2 separate regions of the Rattus norvegicus genome follow, and region 1 is linked to region 2. Evidence: chromatin contacts called from public Hi-C data. All regions are on one chromosome and are shown on one strand. The core of a region is the stretch at or near the end of the contact, and the rest is flanking DNA. Distances in the headings are between cores, read along the strand shown.

Region 1 (3,729 bases), core at 673-3,172, 140 kb before region 2:
TAAGTACATAAATGGAGTTCTATTCTAGTTGTTAATGGCCTTATACGGTAATTTCAGTTCATCCTTGTCCAAAGGGGAGTTCTCCAAGACTTTTAAAACATACTGGTATGAAAGTAAAATAAAGCCCTGAAACGCTATTTCTGAAGCTCTTTCGCAGGACCACAGTGCATGCTAGAAGAGCGACCGCCCCGAGAAGGTTGCAATGAAAACATGTGGCATTACTAATGCAATGGTTCTCAAAGGGGTTGAGTACCTCAGAATAGCAATTTACTGGAAGCTACTTAGGGATACATGAGTCTGGTGCTTTGGGCTATCCCACTGTCAGAGTTTCTGTAGAGAACAAGGAATAATGATGCCTTTGGGATTGACCGCTTTCTTGTATAATTGGTGTCCATACTTGAGAGCATTACATTTTAGGAAAGGTAATTAAATAATTCATTGTCTGATGTTATGGAAGATGCTAACTTTGGAGTACATTTGCACGGGCAAATGCTCACTGATGTGTTTTTCCATAGGAGGAAGAGGCACTTTAATGTTTCTTGTGTGCCCAGCATAATTCTTGATCATTTATTCCCTAACTCAGATTCCAAGTTCAGTTTGGAGAAGTCCTTAGATTTTTTGTAAAGGACAAGCTGCCCATGTACTTACGTACATGGAACCTTCTTTTGAAAATATGGAAGAGAACTATTTGTGAGATGACAAAAGATTCTTAAGAGCCCTGATGTGGAAGGTGATCACCAGCCAATGACTGTGGTCTCTCTGAGGATAATTTTGTCTGGTGAATTTGTTTATGTAAAATGCCCTACAAAGATTTAAAAAAATGAAATTAAATTAATTATATTTTCATACTTTGAATTTTTTGCCAGCTTTTGCAATGGGAATTTTAGCCACTATGCAGATGGCAGTTTACAGGAGCCATGCTGCAGTTGCAGGCATCATGGGTGGCTCTGAGAGTGGACTTACAAATGTCCTGTTCTCTACCTACCTACTAACTGGTTAGGAAAACACAAGTGTTAAAAATATTCATATTGCAATTTTAACTGTTCAGCATTAGAGCTTTAATGCACAAAGAACAAGAGAAGACAGAAAACATCCAAGATGCTGTTATTTACAGTAATTTAATTTTTAGGCCAATATCATGTGGCATATTGCTTTGGAATCTAAACTGCTTTCTTCTCAGTATGTTTTTTTGCCCTTTATAAAAATACATTATAGCACTAGCTAGTGTGATTGCAAGGGTTAATTGCTCACATTAGAAGACTGATCCACAGACCGCTCTGAGTTGGGGTATTTCTTTATTAAATATAGTTCCTAGTTCACTAGAACAGCTAAAACTGTGTTAACAGGGCAGATCAATATGTTACAGGAGAATTAATTTACACCTGTGCCATCTCATTAGTGCACTTATGTTGATATATCCCTCATTAATCAATTAAGCTTGAAAATACTCAAACGTTGCTGTCTATACTGCTCAGTCTCAGGGCTGCTCTCTGGAGTAAAAGCATTTGGAAATGAATTTGGAGCCACGGGTCCTTGGAATTGCCTTTACCCTAAGATGCTCAATAGGATCGGACAAATGGTACCATTAATCAGCTTAAAAATTGATCAGTTGGTTTCTCAAGCCCGCTATAAGGTAATGGGCTTCAGGATGAGATTTAGTGAGTATATGTCATGTATCTTGCTTACATTTGCCTCCAACATTTCCTGTCCACTAAAAGGCCACACTCACTGATTTTTTTTCTCTCTCCACAGTCAGGATACTCAGAGAAGAGAGTGTGGACACGAAGACAAACTTCAGACAAAGGAGATGACTGAAAATGTCATTGTAGAGTCAGATCTCTGAGTGCAGTGTCAGCAGGCCTGGGAGAGGTCTGGAGGAGCCTGGTCCATGAGGGCTGGCTCAGCACCAAAACAGCTTTCAGAACAATGACTGGGTAGAGTCAGGCTGTGACTCATTACACTGGGCATTATTTCCTGCTAGGCTGCCTAAATACTGATCAAAAGGCAGCTTTGTGCATTGAAATTAAAGAGTTGTGGCTGTGGAGGCCGAAGTCATTCAGCCAGGAATCTATTTCTTTTGGGTGATGCTGGCTGAAGCAGATTGGACTTCTTTCAGTATGTGCTTTGAGATTAGAAATTGAGAGAGAAGAAAAGAGATCATGGGGGCTTTAGGGTGTCTGCATGCCAAAATGAGCTGTTCTGAGAGCTCAGAGTCAGGGCCTTGCTTCATCACCAAGGAGAGAACTAATGGTGAGATTTATAGTTGGAAGTGGCTGGTTTCAGGCTTAGGCAGAGTGAAGCAAGTCTGCTCCGGGGCTTTTCATCTGGAAGTCAGCTGGATTCTGCATTAAATATACTTTGGGATTCACTGCTGGGCTTCCAGGAAATCATAGAAATCTCTAAGCACCTATAAATAAACCAAAGCCAAACTTGGTGCTGGGACCAGAGCAGTGAAGGACATTCAAATAAAAGATGAATTTCTAAAAAAGAATGTAGTAGTAACAGCCAATAAAGTGAAGTAAGCCTTGGGTTAATGGGAGGGAGGTGAATCTCACTTGTGGTTGCCTTGATGAGAGAAGGTTGGCTGGATAAGTGAAAGCAGTCCAAGATAGAGCATCTCCCAGCAGAAGTAAAAGCAAAGCCACAGATCCATGTTAACAGAACACATGGAACCAGAACACACCAAAATAAACTACCAAGGTGAATATTTTCAGAAAAATAACTTCAAATGCAGTTGAAGTTAAATATTTTAATATATCGTGTAATATCTCTGATGAGTAACTAATTAGTTTTTAAAATAAAAATTTTAAATAAGCATTAATAGACCAGAAATAAACTTCCCTCCAAGTTAAACTCACAAAAGATATGAAGCAAGGATTTTCAGATAAGAAAGAACTTTGGATGCTTGTCTTTCTGGGCCTGAACTATTTCAGTTATATACATTTTTTTCCAGTTTTATCCAATTACCTGGCAATTTTAATTTTCTTTAGAACTGTGTAATATTTCATTGTGCATTGGTACCACATATTTTTCTTACCCATCCATCTGTTGCTTTCTAAGCTATTGTGAACATAGTGGCATCAACAAATCTGGTTGTGCAAGTGTCCCTGTGGTAGGATGTAAAGTTCATAAAGCATGTGCCCAGGAATGACATAGCTGGCTTATAGGGCATTTATTTTTTCTTTCTTTCATTCTTCCTCCCTTCCTTTCTTCCTCCCTCCCTCCCTCTCTCCCTCCTTCCCTCACTTCCTTACATTCATTCATTTATTTTTACACTCCAGATTTTATTCCCCTCCCAGTGTACCCTCTGACTGTCCCACATCCTATAACTCCCTCTTCCCCACCCCCACCCCAACCCCCGTCTCCATGAGGATGTCCCCACCCCATCCATCTTACCATACTTCTAAACTTCCTGGGGCCTCTGGTCTCTTGAGGGTTAGGTGCATCTTCTCTGACTGAACCCAGACCTGGGAATCTTCTGCTGTATACGTGTTGGAGGCCTCATCTCAGCTGATTTATGCTGCTTGGTTGATGATCCAATGTCTAAGAGATTTCGGGCATCCAGGTTGTTTTTTTTTTTTAAGATTTATTTTATTTATTATATATAAGTACACTGTAGCTGTCTTCAGATACAGAGGGCATCGGATCTCTTTACAGATGGTTGTGAGCCACCATGTGGTTGCTGGGAATTGAACTCATGACCTCTGGAAGAGCAGTCGGGTGCTCTTA
Region 2 (3,692 bases), core at 122-2,621:
CTTTATTCTACAAAGACAAACTTACAAGATCTAAATCTGGGCATGACTTTCAAATAAAACCCTGCCTGGTGCTGAATAGCCTAGAAGAATGGTGTAGGGTTGGTTTTTCTCCACAGTTCTGAATTTGGCCAGCCCTTTGACAAGTAAGAAGAAATTTAATGAACCCAAATGAGGCATGTTCCTTTGTGACTGTAAAAGTTAACTTGCAAAGGCTCAGCTGGTCAAGAGCTACTACAGAGTCAGGTTCCTGCTGGGGAACTCTGTGGATATCCCCTCCTCTCGGTGAATTTCCTTCTTCTTGGGGGAAAACTAAGACATGTTACAAGCTGGAGAAAGAAGGGTTACTTGCTATTTGAAAGAGTGCATTCAAACATGGAGGCCCAGTGTGATCAGGCGACAGCGTAAGCACTGCTTGTTTATTTGCCCAGCTTTACACCATGTAAGTGATGCGGAATCCTTTCCGCCTCTAATAATAACACCACATCGGCCGGCCCTGAGTTAGTGGAAAGCTGGAATGGTTGTTGTAGGTCAGACAAGTCCACAGCTGTGGTTGGGGTGGCAGGAGGTGAGGGGGTGGTTGGGAGGAAGGGCAGAGCAAGCCTGCCTTAAAATATTTTTGCCCAGTTAACAGATTTAATGCATGGTGTTTTGCCACAAAACTCATCAACTGGAGAAAAAATTTAAAGGATCAGGGAAAGCAACCGTCTAATTCACATTCTGCCCATTCTAATTGTGCAAGCAGTACATTTTAGAAAGCTTTTGTGCTGGGGTCTTCATTTGTAGAGCACTTCCTTTGCTTATACAGTAGTCAACAGTGCTTAAATAGCGTAATTATTATGTGTTTTTAGTTTGCTTCAAATTTTGATTCAATCAGAATCCCTAAACCTGACAGCCTATAATCAAACAAAGGGAGCCCTGGAAGGGAGGTATTAACGGAGGGGAATTAAACTGTCGTTTTGAAACAGCTTAGACCAATATGAAAGCCCGTTTAGGAGTCTCTCCATAAATATCCCTTTTGTTTTGTCTAATTGCTGGTTTGAATGTATCAGACTCATCAATGAGATTAGGGTTAATAGATGTTTGGTCACGCAGAACATGCAGAGGAGGAATCTGATACACACACACACAAATTGCACTTAATGAGCTTAGCAAATGTTTGCCATATTTTTAATGAACCCTGGGGCTGTCATTTAGAAATGCTTAGCAACTGCTTTTCCATCCTTGAAAATAGAGCAACTAAAGGACATTAACACTATGCACACCGTAAATAAGAGGAGCTATTTAAAGACAGCAGCCCGGAGGAGGGGATGATGACATTTCTCTGACCCAGAGCCAGTGATACTTAACACTCTGGGTGTGGGTTCACTATGCGACAACATAGTTAGGTGGTTCAAGTTCCCAGAAGGGCACTGAGGAGCGTGAGGTTTTTTGCAAGGGTCAAGTAACCGTTTCTTTTTTTAAGTCAAACCTGTTTAGGATTGAATCTTCCACCCTCCTACCAAACCCCTGCTTCTGTTTTCACACCTTCTTCTTGCCCTTTCCAAGTATGTGTGGAGAAAGCTTTAGAAAGAGGAGGTCTGTCCTCTGCAGCAGCCTCCCAGCCCACAGCCACCCGAGCCATGGGGCTGCGGCTTCTGATACTCAGCCAAGTGAGCAGAGCAGCAAACTCTTGGGATTGGTTAGTGGGGAAGATTGAATGAGCCATCTTTGGAGCCCTTGGGATTTGGCTCTGAAACCAATGCAGTCGGCAGTAATGGGGACTTATTGGAGGAGGCTGTGTGTCTGTGCTCTGGGAGCAGAGACTGAGCCTAAAAGAATCAGGTTTCCCTTGGGGAAGGTTTGATTTGATAGAGCACAAAATGCAAGCCCCATGCATTATGGTTAGAGCAAATGAAGGATGTCCTCCATTCACAGTTTTCCACAGAGCCAATTGATTTCAGGGACTTCCTGCTCCCTGCCATCTGTCCCCTAGACCTGCCTTTCAAGGAGGCAGAAATAGACACTACCTCATTTTTAAAAAAGTATTAGGGACTAAGCAGGGCATCTCTCGGTTCTTCTGGAAAATGGCCAAACATCCAGTGAGAACAGCTGTACTTTTGTGTTAAACGATGGGGTCGAAAAGCTTATAAAGAAAAAAACTGAGTCAAGACTGTTTCTATTGTACAGGAGCTTGGCAAAGTGGACAGAATTATGAACTTCCTTTAGAAACAGCAGAATGAAGTCAGTTTTATGGGAGAACAAGGCTTGTTGTGTGTTTTGCTCCTGTTGCTATGGGGAGTGTGCATACTCAAGTGTGTGCACGTGTTTGTGCGTGTGCCTGTGCACGTGCTCACACTTGCTTGTGTATTCTGTTGGTCATCTGTCATCAAGTGCCCTTTGACTTCAGGCAATTATTAGAATGCCTGGTTTGATGAATGAAGCGAGGGTATTACCAAAGGCTTTATGGCTTCCTGGTTTAAAAACATTGTCAGTAATAAGCTATTTTTCTTTTGGAAACGTCTAGATTCTTGGCAGCTAAACTAGAGTTCCGAAAAATCATTTGTTGAGTAAACGTCCGAGGTCAGTGATGCACAACCCAAAGGCCTTCAGCATTTGGATGGCAACACAACTGAGTGAGCATAGCTGGGTGGAGATGAGGGAAAGGTATGAATATTGCAAAACAGAACAGTGCTGGTTTCGATCAGGGGACACCCATGGTACTTGGGCAAATGTTCTGATCTTTAAGCTTTCAATGCAGGCTAGCCCATTCCTATTAGCTACCCTGCCATCTTGGATTCCAGAGGTTTAGTTTGATTTTTGACCTTTCCCTGAGTCTGTTCTGTCAACTTCTCTATTAATTTTCGGATAGCTATTTATTGTTTTTCCTCTCCAGTCCTGTGAGTGCCAGCTCATAACTGGGTATCTCTAATGAAGGAGTTAGCAAACATTTTTAATTTCTGTTTTTAATGTATGTGTGTCTTTCCCTTCCTTTGCCTTGTCTTTCCTTGTTTTTCCTTCTGCTCATATAAATGGGAAGAAAGAATGTACTTTCTGAAAGTTAGCAAGCATGGGCACGGACTGGGGCAGGAGAGGCTAGAGAGGGAAACGTAACCTGTAGCATATGCCATGGACAATGGGCAGGACTAGCTGTTTCTACATCATATTCAATAATTATCTAGCTATTCAGAAAAGGGCTGCCAATGATCCTTTAGATATCAAATTCCGTATTAAAAATGATGTGCTTCTGAGTACCTTTTTGTGTGTATGTATAGATACACACTTTCCAGTATTATATTTGAAAATGCTCATCAGGGCTGGGAAGATAACTTAGTGGGTCTTGAACTTGCTATTCAAGTGTGGGGTCTTGAGTTTGAACTTCCAGAACCCACACACCTTAAGGTGGCAAAACAACTGCAGGTAGCAGTCAGTAGCTCTAGTGCTCTGATGGTGAGATGGGAGGCAGAGATAGAGCCCGTATATGAAGCTGCAAGTGAGAAACGCAGTCTCGAATGGCGTGGAGGGCATGTACAAGCAGTGGAATGAATGTGTGTGCACGGGCAATCTCAATTGTGCTGTCTACATTTTTAACTTAATATTTGCCCACCCGCAGGCACACGTCAGCGTACTTACAGAAAGTGTGCTCAGAGTGTTTCTGTACCTCTTACTTTCCTTCACAAGCAGATGCTCAGGTGTCTTTGACCTTCCTTCGTGTC

The links. Hi-C and Micro-C count contacts between places; a contact is called where the count stands out from the background.
Region 1: a contact with region 2 is called in a Hi-C map of Schwann cells, with 2.2 times the contacts expected there. The contact joins two enhancer-like sites.

The regions. Positions count from the first base shown.
Region 1 is chr1:220,968,359-220,972,087 of GRCr8, reverse strand. No RefSeq gene overlaps it. Among named protein-coding and RNA genes, the nearest start is that of Pphln1-ps1, 89 kb to the left of the region's middle. Within about 2 kb of position 1,922, at least 46 of the 93 cell types and tissues checked have an H3K27ac peak or open chromatin away from gene starts, as enhancers often do. A contact at or near this core is called in Schwann cells, where this site is marked.
Region 2 is chr1:220,830,095-220,833,786 of GRCr8, reverse strand. No RefSeq gene overlaps it. Among named protein-coding and RNA genes, the nearest start is that of Pphln1-ps1, 230 kb to the left of the region's middle. Within about 2 kb of position 1,371, at least 10 of the 93 cell types and tissues checked have an H3K27ac peak or open chromatin away from gene starts, as enhancers often do. A contact at or near this core is called in Schwann cells, where this site is marked.